2 separate regions of the Gossypium hirsutum genome follow, and region 2 is linked to region 1. The links are chromatin contacts, called in public Hi-C maps. All regions are on one chromosome and are shown on one strand. The core of a region is the stretch at or near the end of the contact, and the rest is flanking DNA. Distances in the headings are between cores, read along the strand shown.

What was found. A called contact is a pair of places that touch in the nucleus more often than the background predicts.
Region 2: a contact with region 1 is called in a Hi-C map of leaf, with 1.7 times the contacts expected there. The contact joins the enhancer-like site here to the promoter of LOC107887423 in region 1. A contact is called at or near these places in 3 of 34 Hi-C or Micro-C datasets (callus and leaf).

Annotation. Positions count from the first base shown.
Region 1 is chrA03:66,485,209-66,492,594 of Gossypium_hirsutum_v2.1, forward strand. LOC107887423 reads right to left here and starts at 4,441. Exons shown (of 3, transcript NM_001326742.1): 1 at 3,976-4,441; 2 at 3,290-3,817; 3 at 2,679-2,983. The coding sequence starts at 4,441. The coding sequence ends at 2,679. It also overlaps the pseudogene LOC107887930.
Region 2 is chrA03:66,624,461-66,631,846 of Gossypium_hirsutum_v2.1, forward strand. No RefSeq gene overlaps it. Among protein-coding and RNA genes, the nearest start is that of LOC121219286, 24 kb to the left of the region's middle. Within about 2 kb of position 2,646, at least 4 of the 9 cell types and tissues checked have an H3K27ac peak or open chromatin away from gene starts, as enhancers often do. A contact at or near this core is called in leaf, where this site is marked.

The sequences.
Region 1 (7,386 bases), core at 3,191-5,690:
TTGGATGGCAATGGCATGATAGGTGGGTTCAGTACCTAGTTTGGTTATTACCAAAAAACTAGTATTGGAGCACATGACTTATCAGTTAGATACTTATTGATCCTTTGGTCTTTGTTTATATATTAATGAATGTGTTCTGCTTGTGTTGTATGACTTTTATGCATCTTATTATTCAGGAATTAATTTTTTTGCCCTGTAAAAAGAAAAAGAGTTGAAATACTAGTTATTAGTTCTCTCTTTTTCCATTTTTAGTTTTAAATGATTTTGAATATAAAGTTTCTTGAACTTGTTTATATAATTTTCTTTGCATATAAAGATTGGTATTTGATGTTTCTTCTTGGATTGATCTTCAGATATGTCCTTTCCCTTCCTAGTGCTTCTGTCCCCATTTTTCTCTCTTGCATTGTTCCTATCAATGATATGTTCAACTTCATATAGATCATGGAGCTATTACTTCATTGATGCAAACAATGCTTTTAGTAATTTTGTGGGGAAAAATATTAAATACGAAATAGTTTTGTATAGAAAAATCTTTCTCAACATCGAATGCATTTCAAACTGTCTAAACCCTTTATGCTTTGCTTTTATCCATTGTCTGAGCTGTTGAAGCTTATGTACCATGCTCTTGTTAGCACTGGTTACCACCAAAGTGTGTGGGCAAAGATCGGGAGGACTATTAATCCACTTATCCTGTGTTATGCACCATTTTTGATAATCTTGTAATCTCGTAATCTCGTAATCTTCTTCTACACATTTTGGTAATTCCATGTTCCATTTGAGTTATTGATTACAATTGTGATTGTTTGCTGCAGGGTTTTGGTTTTGATTTTAAACCTTATGTCCACCCAATCTATTGACTAACCAAGATCAAGATCAAGTAAGGAGAGTTTAATTAGTTTTCCCCCTCCTATCATATTTCTTCTGAGATGAATTTAATGTTTTTTATGTGTGGGATATGTTTAGGTCAATTTCCAAAGGTAAAGTCATTGATTATATACATAAATTCTGATTACATGATTAATTACATGATCAATGACTTTTGCCGAAACAAATTCTGATTCTTGCTTTATGGTGGCATTATTAAAAATTTATCTTTCCATATCATAATTCAAAGAGATCAGATAGTGTGCTTTGACATATGTGGCTTTGAGGGTCGTATAGATTTCCTCACTGGCCTGATTTTTGCTTACAAGTGCATACTTTGGCTTTCTGCTCCGGCGTTTTGGATTCTTTGGTGGTTGAATTGAAAGCATCAAAGGACTTTTCTAAGTTATATGCAGGCAGTGCAATACTTTGGCTTCATCTAAGCTTGAACCAGCCCTCTGTTGCATATTGTTTCTTCTTCTTTTCAGATCTTTTTCCTTTGATTAATGAGAGGTGATGATGATTTGGCATTCTTTTCTTACTAGGATGAATTTTGTTTTAGAAATTGTAATACTTTGTAAGTGTGTTTGTGTTTTTTTTTTTATGTATTAAATTACATTTTGAATCAATGTTTATGTATTAAATTTAAATTCATTAATTTTTATATTTAGTTTTGAAGTTTAAATTTTAATAGAAAATTTAATTTAATTAATATTTTTTATTTATCCTTAAAAGTATATAGTTTAAAGTTCAAATTTAAAAATTAAACATAATATAATATTTATCATAGAAATAAATATTATTTAATTAAAATAAAATATTTTTTTAAAGGTCATGTTCTCTAGCAGCGTTTGTGAGAAAAGTGCCGCTAAAAGTCATGGTATTTAGCGTCGTTTTTGGGAAAAGCGCCGCTAGAAGTCATAGTCTTTAGCGGCATTTGCAAAAAAGTGCGCTAAAAGTCATGGTCTTTAGCAGCATTTTTTAAAATAAAATCCGCGAAATTTTGCAGCATTTACTATAGCGGCGTTTTTTGTGGCGCTTGTGAAAACGCCGATAAAGGCACAAAAAAAACGTTAATGGAAGGATATTCAACTGTTACCTACATGAATGCAATGGAGAAATTCTGTTTGCGTAATTTGTGCCTGAATTTTTGCAGTTGCATGAGAAGAAAGAGGATGTTTTTATTTTCATTCAGTTTCATGCTTTGTCTCACTTTGCCTCGTCATTATCATACGTTTTATCTCGAGTACTATATCATATATATTCATGGATCATGCCCCTTGTATGATTCTTTATTTAACAAAAAATATATATATATGTTTCTTATATTTTTCATGATTCTATCCTCAAACAACCTTATCCAACAACTATACAATCTTTGTAAATGGAAACATCAATTTATATTTGGATGCTTTCCATTCAGTTGTCTTTTTAAGTTCTGTTAATATAGATATTCACCGGTGGCTCATCTGGTTCTATAACCATTGGAAATATTAGTCTTCATAAAGAGAATAAATAAAAGGAAAATAATAGAAAAGGCGGCATGCTTATTTGAGACATTAACTACAATATATGTTTTTTAAAACTTTGTTTTCTAAATTTTTGGAAAAGGTCTCAGGATCCAGGAGATGAGAAGGGAGGACCTAACAACGGAAAAAAATGGTTGGGGGGGAGGGGGATATGACACTGTTACAGAGATTATATCCACTGTCACCCATCTGAAGAAAACAGATCTTCTCTCTTTACCTCGTTGTCCTCTCAGTTATCTTTGGAGCTCTTCCACATTAAGGTGGAAAACCTGTCTATTGGTGACTTCATGTGGCTCCTACTCCAAGAAAGTCAATGAATGGCGGTAGAATAGTCTCATAGTGGCTGTAGTTACTGCTTCCTGCCACGGATGATGAAGGTTCAATGGCTGAAACTTGAGGTGTTATTGATGCTGTGGAATCTGTGTTACTTTGGGAGCTGAGGAACTCTGACTGTTGCATTGTCATCATGTGTGAAGGGTGCAGCTGCTGATGTTGACGCTGGGGATAGTAGCCACGGACTTGGGTTTCATCGATGGGCCTATCCCAAAATCTGGTCTGGCTGAACATGCCCATCATGTCATTGCTAAGATCTACAGATGTTGAGAAACCAGCATATTAACAAAGACCAAACGTAATGAATAGATTGTATTGGATTTAAAGCAGCAAAAAGGTAGATGAAAACAGTTACATCAGTCAATGTCTATAAAGCAAAAGAACAAATGAACACAAAAATCATGACACATTTGGTTCAGCTGTTGAAAGAAAAGTGAATCACAGAAGAATTGTGGTAAGAAATTCGAGGTAGGTTTCCAAAAATGAAAACAATGACAAACAGCACAGAAACCAAAACACACCAAAACGTATCATAAAAGAAGCTTAAGAGGAGAATCACACACCAGGGAAGAAATCAAAAGGTGGCGGTTGTGCTTGTGCACAAAACCCATTACGATAAGGGGCCTCGCTGCTTAGGATTGCTTCTCTCTCACTGGTCATGTGGGGTGAAACATTTGACCCACCATTAACCCCACCTGCATCACCACCGTTGAAGATCCCAAACTGATAGTGGGAGATAATGCCTAGTCGTCTATCCGAAATATTGAGACAGTAGGGGGCTGGTTCTGCCTTTGTTCCTGCATCTCTGCAGACAATGTTCGGAGTTTCTTCCATCTTTCTATAAACAGATTGACTCAGCTTCCGCCTCCTGTAGGCACTCGATTGTTCTCTATACTTCCTAGCCATGATCACATGCCAATGGTTCTTCACTGCATTATCAGTTCTTCCAGGGAACAGCCTCGCTATCATTGCCCACTTGTTACCGTAAAGTCTATGAGCTTGCATTAGTCTCTCTTCTTCTTCTTCGGTAAAAGCTCTTCTATTGATCCTAGGGTCCAACTGATTAAACCATCTCAGCCTGCAGCTCTTACCTTCAAACCCGAGAGACAAGAATCAGAACAAATGAACCTTGGCTTATAAGCACATTGATTCTAACACTAAGAATGTCACTAAAAGAGAGAATGTTTTAATGAAACAAAGATAGATAACACACTTTTTCTTTTTCCACTGTTTTTGGCCACTATTTTACCTGATCTTCCTTCCAACTTCTCTGCAATAAGGTTCCAGTTCTGAGGGCCGTAAAGAGCAACAAGTTCCTTCAGCTTAGTATCTTCTGCAGGCCTCCAGTGGCCTCTGGCACAAAGCTTTGACTGTCCACTGTCTGTTTCCTTGCCACTTACCGCATTCTCATTGGGGTTCTCTTCATTTAAGTTGGGATTGAGATTAATTGGCATATTATTATCTCCAAACCCATCACTGTAATCAGAGCCCTTACCCTCCACAGCATCAGAGCAGTGGTTTTCCTCAAAGCTCCTTGTTTTGCTGTTTTCCATGAAACGAAAACCCGAAGAAGCTCTTTCATTTTCCCGTGAGGAAGAAACAACAATACCATAGTTTGGTGCAAGAGAAAGACAACCCATGTCTGGATAAACCATCCCCATGGATGAAGAAGAGGAAGAAGGAGTAGCTGAAGAGTGACAGCTGAGCCTATTCATGTTGTCTGGTGCATATAAAACACACTCTTGTTACCCATGCCTTCATTTTCCTCATCTGACAAATGCTGTTATACAACTGTTACAAAGTCATCTTCATGCGCACATAAATATTAAACAAAAGGGAATACTAAAAAGGGGAAGGGATGGCTTGCATTGCATAGACTGAAAACGAGAAGCAAGTTTGACAAATAGTGAGAGAACTGGGAAAAGTGAAGTCAAGCCAAAAAGATTAAAACATGGAAACAGGAAAAACAGCAATTAAGGCATGTGTGTAAGGGAAACCTACACGGCTGGGGTTAAGAAAGGGACTAAAAAAAGGAGTGCTTGAAGTAGTTAACCACCCTGACTGACCCTTCCCCCCCTAGTTTAACTAGTTTTGGTGCCGTGGTGCGAATCCATGCTCTCATCTTAAAAGTAAACATGAAGCATTCATTTTTTAACTTGATACAATTATAGGTTAAATAGTTTTAGGTAAGGGATCATTTTTTTTTCTCTTATTTGAAAATTAAATAAAAATTTAAAGTTGTATATAAATATTGTTTTTATTTTAAAACCTTTTAACATTTGAAATTATTTTTGAAAATCTATAAGCCTTTGCCCCATGTTAGTAGTTTTTTAAGGGGCTGAATTTTTTGACAGCCAACAAAGTTAGTCTTTTTTAAGTTTGTATTTTATTATAACATACTTAAATTATATAATTTTTCACATCATAAACTAAAAAAAAAAGTGAAAAGGAAAAAATAAATTATTGGATAATTTAGATCCTAACTTGATTCAAGTTCCTATCATAGTTACACTTAATAGATATAAGGTCAAAAACTCATTTTTTTAATGTAAAAAATTAATGAATTACTGATTGAGTGAATAACAAGTATTGAATTAACATATTTAATAATTTAAATTTATTTTCATTTGTTTAATGATTCGCACCATTAAAATTTGCACTCTATTTGTGACTTCTTTTTTTTCATAAATCCAACATCACTCACACGTGTGTTGAGTAAAGTTTTTTATTTTCTTTTTTTCTTTTAATCTCTTTCACTGTCTTGTAGGCATTAGGATTCTTAGTCTGTCCCTCTCTTTATCAACAAGATAGACCTGATAATGTGATGTGTGTGTAAGTAAGGTGTAGACACCCTTTCTTTGAGAGAGCGTGAGACAAAGCGGCCCCTGCCAAAGTTAAAGCTACAAAAAAACCTACCCCTATCAAACATCAATGAATAGAAGAAGAAGGAAAGAAAGTAAATTTAACTTGAGGAATGGGTTAAATCTGGGTTTCAGTTAACCACCTGAAGTTGACCCAACAACCATACCCCCCAACCAAGAATTTTTTACCAGATACATGTCTCTTCCTTTCCCAACTAATTATAACAGTACAAACAAAGCATTGCCCATCTTAATGACTTATTAATCTCCAACTCCCCCACCTGTTCTTCTTCTTCTTCTTCTCCCTTTCATCTACCCTTCTTTATTAGGAACAAACACTTAACACTTGTTTATGCATATCATAATATCAAGATTCATGGCCGTCAGTCTTTTTATTACCCAAAAATATACATGCTCCGTCAACTAGTTATGGCTGAAAAGGTTTTGCATATATACATGATGTTGAGTAAATTTATTTGTCCATGTAATATTATGGAACCTGTATCTAGAAAAACAAATTTCCCTATTCTTGTTTTGATATTTCTACAAGGCTGAACAGTAAAAAGCACAAGTGAATGATGAAAGAAAATGGGGAAGAAATTTTAAGATGGAAACTGATGAGATTCAAGTTTCTAACTTTCTCTAAGATCACTAAAACCCACGTATAGAACAATACTTGCATTCCTGATAAATGAAGGTACATGTGCTTTTAGGAATATGAACTTAGTTTAAAAAATTATAAAAATATTCTAACTTTAATATTAATTATGAGAATAAATTGATTTTTACAGTAGAATTGGGTGTGTCATTTTTTTATACACACTGCCCTAAAAATCTCCTCAAAAAAATAATTTTTTGAGTGTCGCCTAACAAATTGATCACGTATAGAGGCAAAACATTTAATAACATGATGAAGTAATTATTCTTTTTAGATTCACTAAAAAAAGAGTCCGTGAGAGTATGAAGACATTTAATTAAATTTTTAGTCTGTTTACATGTTATGTTTGTCCAATTTTTAAATTAAATTTAAATAGCCCTTAAAAGATATTAGAATAACAAAAATATACATTTCTTATTTTTATTATTTTTTTAAATCAATAAACTTAAAAAATTATATAAAATGCTTATTTAAATTACACAATACGTCCCTCAAAAAATTTCCTCAAGCTTATCTAAATTCAATTATGCTAGAGGAGGAATTAAAAATTGAAAATGTTTAACTTTAGAAAAACTTGAGGAAATTTTTTGAGGGACATATTGGATAATTTAAATAAAAATTTTATATAGTTATCCAAATTTATTGTTTTTAAAAAATAAAAAAATGGAAAGGGTTTTTTTTTTGTAACTTTTATATATTTTAAGAGCTATTTAAATTTAATTTTAAAATTAGACAATCCAAATATGCAAATAGACCAAAAATTTAATTAAGTGCCGCTATACTATCATGCAACAATTTTTTTAGTAAATCTAAAAGGTTAATTACTTCATCAAGTTTTAAAACGTTTTATCTCTACATATTTTAGTTTAGTGTCATCAATTTGTTAGGCAATAAAAAAAAATTTTTGTTTTAAATTTTTAGGATGATATCACCTAAAAAAATAACGATACTTAACTCTACTGAAAAAATCAGATTATTCTCATAATTAATCTTTTAAGTTAAATATTTACATAATTTTTTAAAACTTATAAGATTACGTATATAAATAAAAAATCCTACATACATGTCACCGTGTCAGTAAAATGATGCATCATAAATTTCTAATATTATAGTATATCTGCTTGAAACTTTTTAAAAAGGG
Region 2 (7,386 bases), core at 1,396-3,895, 140 kb after region 1:
TTTCATTTCATTATATCAAATTTTTATGCCTTGACCTAATCAAATCATATTTTTATATTCATTTATCATATATTTAATTACTATTGAAATTAATTTATTAAATTATATCTATGTAAAATTAATTCGTTATTATTTAGAAGGTTTAGTGGAAAAGAAATTGATCAAAATATAAAAGTAAAAACAAAAGGAAAGAACAAAAATTTCATCACAAAGTTATGTCCCGCCATTTGTGGGTCTATATATATATATATATTTATAGATTTGGAGATATTTTAATTATCAATCCAATTGTGTTATATAATAACTAATTCTAGTTCTAATTATTATCTATTGTAATTGTGGTACTATTAACTTAAAATAAATTTATATATATACATTAATTTGAAAATTATATTATTTAAACATATTATTATAATAAAACATAATGCAATTTATAATTTAATTTAATAATGATTAAAATATTTTTAACTAATTAGAATTTTATTATTATTTTAATTAAAAATTATTGAATATAAAGATTAAAGATAATTAAAATAAATAGAATAATAATTAATAAAAGTTTTAATGTACACTTTAGTCCTTGAAGTATATCACTTTTCCCACTTTGGTTCTTAAAGTTTTTTAATGGCCCACTTCAATCCCTAACCTTGCCAGATGTTACCAATTTAGTCCCTAACTCTATTAGATATTCTTGATTTTATCCTTTAGACTTTCAAAAAAACCAACTAGGATATTCAACCAATCATATGCTACCATGTGTCATACAATGATATCAATGTGACATCATCGTTCAAAAAACCTTTAAAAATCTTTCAAAGAGAAATAAATTTACAAAAGAAATTTATTAAAATTATTAAAAACTAGAAAAAAAAGGTTAAAAAACCTTTTTAGTCCCTCTCAATTTCAAAATCGAACAAATTGGTCCCTCTCAAAAAAACTTAGCAATTTAGTCCCTTACAATTTCAAAATTGAGCAATTACAAATAATTAATCACGACATTAATGTTTTACATCAATTGTACATTATTTTGATTGGTATACTAATAAATTTAACCTTCAAAATTTACACATTATGTCAATTTGGTCTTAATTTAACAAATTTATCCCACAACTTTTGTGTAAATGTATAAATGTTGAGGTTGACATTGAATTTGTTGGATTTTGTAGAATTAAGGCCAAAATGACAAAATATATAAACATTGAAGGCTAAATTTATTATTATATCAATAAAATACATGCACAATTAATGGAAGACATTAACGTCATAATTAATTATGCTTAGCTGCTCACTTTCAAAATTGACAGGGATTAAATTGCTTCATTTTTTTAGAGGGACTAATTTGCTAAATTTGGAAATCAAGAGGGACTAGAGAAATTATTTTATCAAAAATATAAAATTAAAAAAATAAAAAAATACTTAATTCTTTTAAAAGATATTAAAAATTTTAATATTTTTAAAAATTTTAATATTTTTAAAAATTTTATAAATCACATTTAATAGAGCTTGAACATGAAACATTGTCTCTTCGAAATATATTAGCTACGATAATTAATCTTTTTAGGTGATCAATTAATTTTTTATTATTTAAATAATTTGAGAAAAAATTCTATCAATTATAAATTCCGACTGAATTATAAAACAATTATCGTAAGTGGTATCCTTCCAAGAGACGATTACATCATGTTCAAACTCTAATAAATGTTATTTATAAAATTTTAAAATATTAAAATATTAATATTTTTAAAGTTTCCAATATCTTTTTATTATTTTTTATATTTTTAATATTATTTAATTTTTAAATAATATTATTTAATTTTTTATAAACTTTTATTTTTTAAGATTTTTTAAGGATTTTCAAATGATATTGTGATAACACCATCATATGGCACATGGTAGCATATGATGGATTAAATGTCTCAAGATAATATTGATAACATTAAAGATGGGTTTGGATATGTAGTGTATTTATCTGTGGTTAGTGTAAAAATAACGGTACCGATGAGAATAGATACTGTAGTGTGAGACAAAAAACAAACTAAATATACCGCATCACACTCAATTATCTATCCAAACTCACCCTAAGTAATTTGGCTAAAAAACTTTAAGGATAAAATGGGAAGAGCGATATCCCTAAAATGTGCATTAAACCTTTCTTTTAAAAAAAATGTTTAATAAATAAACTAGTGTATAAATACATATATTTCAAAACTGCAAATGCCTCTATATTTATGACTTTCAGAAGGGAAAAGGACATAGTTGTTATGTTTTCCAGGTAAAAGCCAAAAGGACAATGTATCACTCGGGCTCCAACTGTTCAAACACCATCAATTATTGTAGTAGTAAAACAGTGGCAGGTAGAAATACTTTTGCAGTATATTTCGAGAATATTGATATCATCATGCATTTATGTGTTTGTGTATATTATATATTTATATAGAGAGAGATAAGGCTATTGGCTGATCATCATCAGCAAAATCAGCAGCAATTCTGGGATATTATCTCTGCCCAAAATCAAAGCTATCACTGAGCTTTCTTGTTTTCTTCTGCTAAGTTCTACCACTTTCGTCTCTGCGTTGTATCTGCAAGTGTGGTCCCTGCTTTTGCACGTGTATACACCAACTATTGCAATTTGCATGGATCCCTCTAAAGGCAGAAGAAAGAGGTTTCGGTGTGAACTGGCAATCAATGTTTTTAAACATTAAACATAGGATGCTTAGGGTTGCCCCCATTTCTTTTGTCTTGGTGTCGTGCTGTCCAACGCGTCGGCTAAATACCTAGTATATAGTAATATACATTACGATACCATTATGAATGAGATCGTTGTTCGGTATGATCTTTGTTCAACTTAATAACACTGAATTTATACATTACGTCACAGCATGATAATTTAGTAAATGTACAGGGATTTGTTTTACCCTCATATCTTCACTCAAGCGTCAGCAAAACCAATCCTTCATCACGTGATGATGGATGCCCATGTCCATAAATGCTTGGTCATGTGCATTTAAGCTTGACCATTAAATTTAAGGATATAACGCTCCATAAATGGACTAATTCAATGCGAAGTCTCAAAGAGTTTAAAAGCTCATTGCCTTCATAAAGGTCTAAATTTATGAAACAGGAGGGCGTGTGTTGGAACTAAGAAATTTGACAGAAACTTGAGCTAGAAGGTTCGATGTCTTGCTGAGGAAAACATTCAAAATCAGCTTAAGAACTTAAGTAAAAAAAAAACTTGAGAATGAAGAAGAATTTCTGAAAGATTTCATTACAAATGAATTGTGGCATAAAGCCGTTACATATACCAGTCAATAAGCTAGTCAAAATAAGAAAATGTCACGTAAACATTTACCTAACACACTAAGTAACCTAGTAAATTAATAAACATAACTTGCAGACATAGTAAAGCTGATTTATCAATCCATCAGCACCTAATTACATCAAATATGTTACCAATTTAGTTCAAATCTAACTAAGTAACCAAATATTTCCTTGAAGAACAAAATAAGCAGTATAGGCTCTAGCTGCAACATGCATGGCTCGGGCTATATGGTCTGCTCCTTGTGCTACTCCCTGTCCTACATGGAAGCCAACTTCAACACTCCTCATTGGCTTGCATGCTACAAACTCCCAACTTTGCCCTCAGATCTTTGAACCTTGACACAGAAAGAGGCTTTGTCAAGATGTCAGCTAATTGATCTTCAGAATTGCAATGAATCAGTTTAACTTCTTGAGATTGTTCCATTTCTCTAATAAAATGAAACTTTATCTTGAAATGCTTTGTTCTCCCATGGAACACTGGATTCTTTACAATTGCAACAGCAGATTGGTTATCACATTTGATCTCTATTACTTCCCTTTGGTGTAGATTCAAATCTGCCATGATTTTTCTTATCCAAATAGCTTGGTTAACAGCTCATGCAGCTGCCACATACTCTACCTCAGCTGTCAATTGAGCAACAACACTTTGCTTCTTTGAAATCCAACAAAAAATAGTTGAACCAAGGTAAACAGATACCCTGAAGTACTTTTCATATCATCTATCGATCCAGCCCAATCACTATCAGCATAACCAAGAAGCTTCATGCTATAAACCTTGGTGAACATGATTCCAAAACTCAGTGTACCTCTGATATACCTGAGAATTCTTTTAGCAACTTGAAAATGACTTGCATTGCAACAATGCATGAACCTAGATAGGAGACCTACAGCAAACATGATGTCTGGTCCTGTGGCTGTCAAATAGAGCAAACATCCCATCAAGCTTCTATAGGTTGATTCATTCACCTTTTCGAAATCACCTTGGCTTGATAGTTTTTCTCCGATAGCAACTGGTGTGTGACAGCCCTAATTTGACCCTACTCAGAAAGTGGTTTCGGGACCACAAAATCGAGTCACAAAAATAATTAAATGTTATATTATATGTCTATTATAAGTGAAATTGCATGTGTGAGAATTTCATGCTTTGATTTTGTTATTTGGATGTGGAATTGTTAAAAAGGACTTGTGTGATAAAAATTAAAAATGTGATAGGTAGAATTTAGAGGGCCGAATAATGCATGGTATATTACAAGAAAGACTTGCATGTCAAATGGACCACTATTAAATTAGTGGACAGCAATGATGATAGATGATAAGTAATATATGTATTTTGTATTAGTAAAATAATAACTTAATGGATATTATATGCATTCCATATTAGTATTATAATATTTAATGATTTTATAAGAGGAAATATATAATTAATAAAAGTAAATAGGTAATGAAAACAAAGTTTTCATCCATTCTTTCTTTCATTTGCCGAAATCTAAAGAACAAGGTAAAACAAAAGGCTCTTTGATATTCGGCATTGGTGAATCTAATTGGAGGTATGTTTGATTTTATTTCTTGATAATTTATGTGAAATTGAGTTAATTGCTAAGCTCCTTTCATAGCCCTTGACTCAATTTTTGTTATTGGTTTGAAGTGATGCATTCGGCTATGGGTTGTTTGAGTGTCTTTGAAGGTGTTTGATGTTTTTGGTATTAAATGTGATGATAGATGAGTTGAGCTTGATGGATAAGGATAGTTGTGGTTAGATAGATAGAAGGTAATCGGCTATTATAGTATAATGCAAGAATTGTACATGGTAGTTTAAAATAAGGCTTGAATGGGAGATATAATTGCCGAATAATCAAATAGTTAATGAATTGAATAAGTGTTTAAAATGTTATTCGGGTATTGGTGTTAAGTTGTAAAAATTCTTGTTAATTGTTGGAAGTATGTGTTTATTTGTTAAATTAGCTTATTCCATGGTCGAATGTAATATTTGGTCAAGGAATGGTTTAATTGAATAAATAAAAGATGAGAGCATTCGGTCATGGTGTTATGTGCTCGCATGAAATGTATATGTATGAGAGTTTTAATAGGAATTTCGTGTATTATGAAAGATGATGTATATATTTAATCATAGGATGGTCTTGGTAACCTTAGAAAAGAATGCATGAAAATTAAATAGGTTGCTCTCATGGCCGAATATGCTAAAAGCTAATACATAGACTAGTTGATAAATATGTGTTAAAGAAATGTGCACAAATATCTACTTGATTGGTATTCGGCTATAGCTAATTGTATAATTAATTGACCGATTGTGGAGTAGTGAATCTATTTAAATTGTGAGTGCATGAATTGATTTTAAGGTGGCCAAAATTGTTTAAATGAAATATTTGTAAAGATGCATAGCGCCGAATGTGTTCATGAATGAATGAGTTATGTAGGTTGTTTAAATGAAAGAAATGGATAAGTTAAGGTATAATTGAGTGTTTGAATGTGAATTACAAAATACATGAATTTAAAAATGAAATGGTGATAGACTTAGGTGGACAAATGATGCGAATGAATTAGCTTTTGAAATGTATATGGTTGCCATACGTATGTGTTTGATTGAGAAGTTAAATTTGTTGATTTTAGCTCAAGAGCATAGAGAACCAAGGTTGGACAGGAGAAAAGAGAAAGTAGTTGAATAGCCGATCCGAGACTGCTTGAAAATATTCGAGGTAAGTTTTAAGTAGTTAAACATAAATAATATTCGATAATGACATGACATATTATGAGAATCAAGTATTACTTGTAATGTATGTATATGGCTGAATGGAAAATATAATATGGAACTACAATGTGATATGCTTTTATGATCAAATGATAAGTGTAAGATGAATATGAGTGAGATGTTATGTGTAAACTATCAAATGATAAGTGTGAATGATGAAATGAAATAAAAGCGAATAAAATGTAGGATGATATATTCGAATGATGCTAGTACCTAATTTGGTGTGATTGTGTTATATGAACCTTGTTGATATGAATATCGTATGGTACTATTTGGGCCTTTGAGCCTAGCAGGCTATGATGCCGGTGAGATACTATTCGGGCCTTTGAGCCTAGCAGGCTATAATGCTGGTGAGATACTATTCGGGCCTTTGAGCCTAGCAGGCTATAATGCCGGTGAGATACTATTCGGGCCTTCGAGCCTAGCAGGCGAAATGCCAGTGGATGAATTCGGGTTTAAAACCTAGCAGGCTAAATGTCGGTGATTCGATAAAAGTCTAAGACTAAGATACCTCGTGTTAGAATGACAAATGAATACATTCAATACATTAAGTTGGCCTGGTACGTATTATGTACTTATATGTGAGTTTGATTTGAATTGAATCATAAGTGTATAATGTGATACATATGTGAATAAACGTTATAACTATATCTATGATCATGATACATTCGGTCAAGGTGTGAAAGTAAGTGAAAGTATTTGATTTATTTATGTTATATGAATTCAGATTAAGTGAAATAAGAATGCTAAATGTGCATTATATGCTTGTGTATATTCGGCCATATGGCAATATACCTAGAAAATGGCCTCTTGAGAAATTGAATGATCAAAGTATAATTGAGTTTAGTTGTTTGCATTGCTTAAAACTTACTAAGCTTATGAAAGCTTACTCCGTTTGTTACGTTTCTCTGTTTTATAGATTGTTGACTCTAGTCACCTGTTCGGGGGGATCATCAGCAACTCGTCACACTATCTATCATTTTGGTACTACTATGTTTTGGAGGTAGTATGGCATGTATAGAATAGACTTAAGTGAATGATATTTTGAGATGTTGTTGTATATAAGCCATGTGAATATGGAAACTTTTGAATGTCGGTATAAGTCTGAATTTCGATCTTTGATTGTGTTTGGCTATGCATATAATTGCTAATGAACTTATGTAAATGTGAAGGTACAAAGGTAGTGTTTTGGATTGGTAACTCTTCATAACCCACTCCGGCGACGGATACGGGTTATAGGGGTGTTAAATGGTGTGCTTGCTGCCTTGCAATTTTGCATAGAGAATCTGTTTAGAATTTTC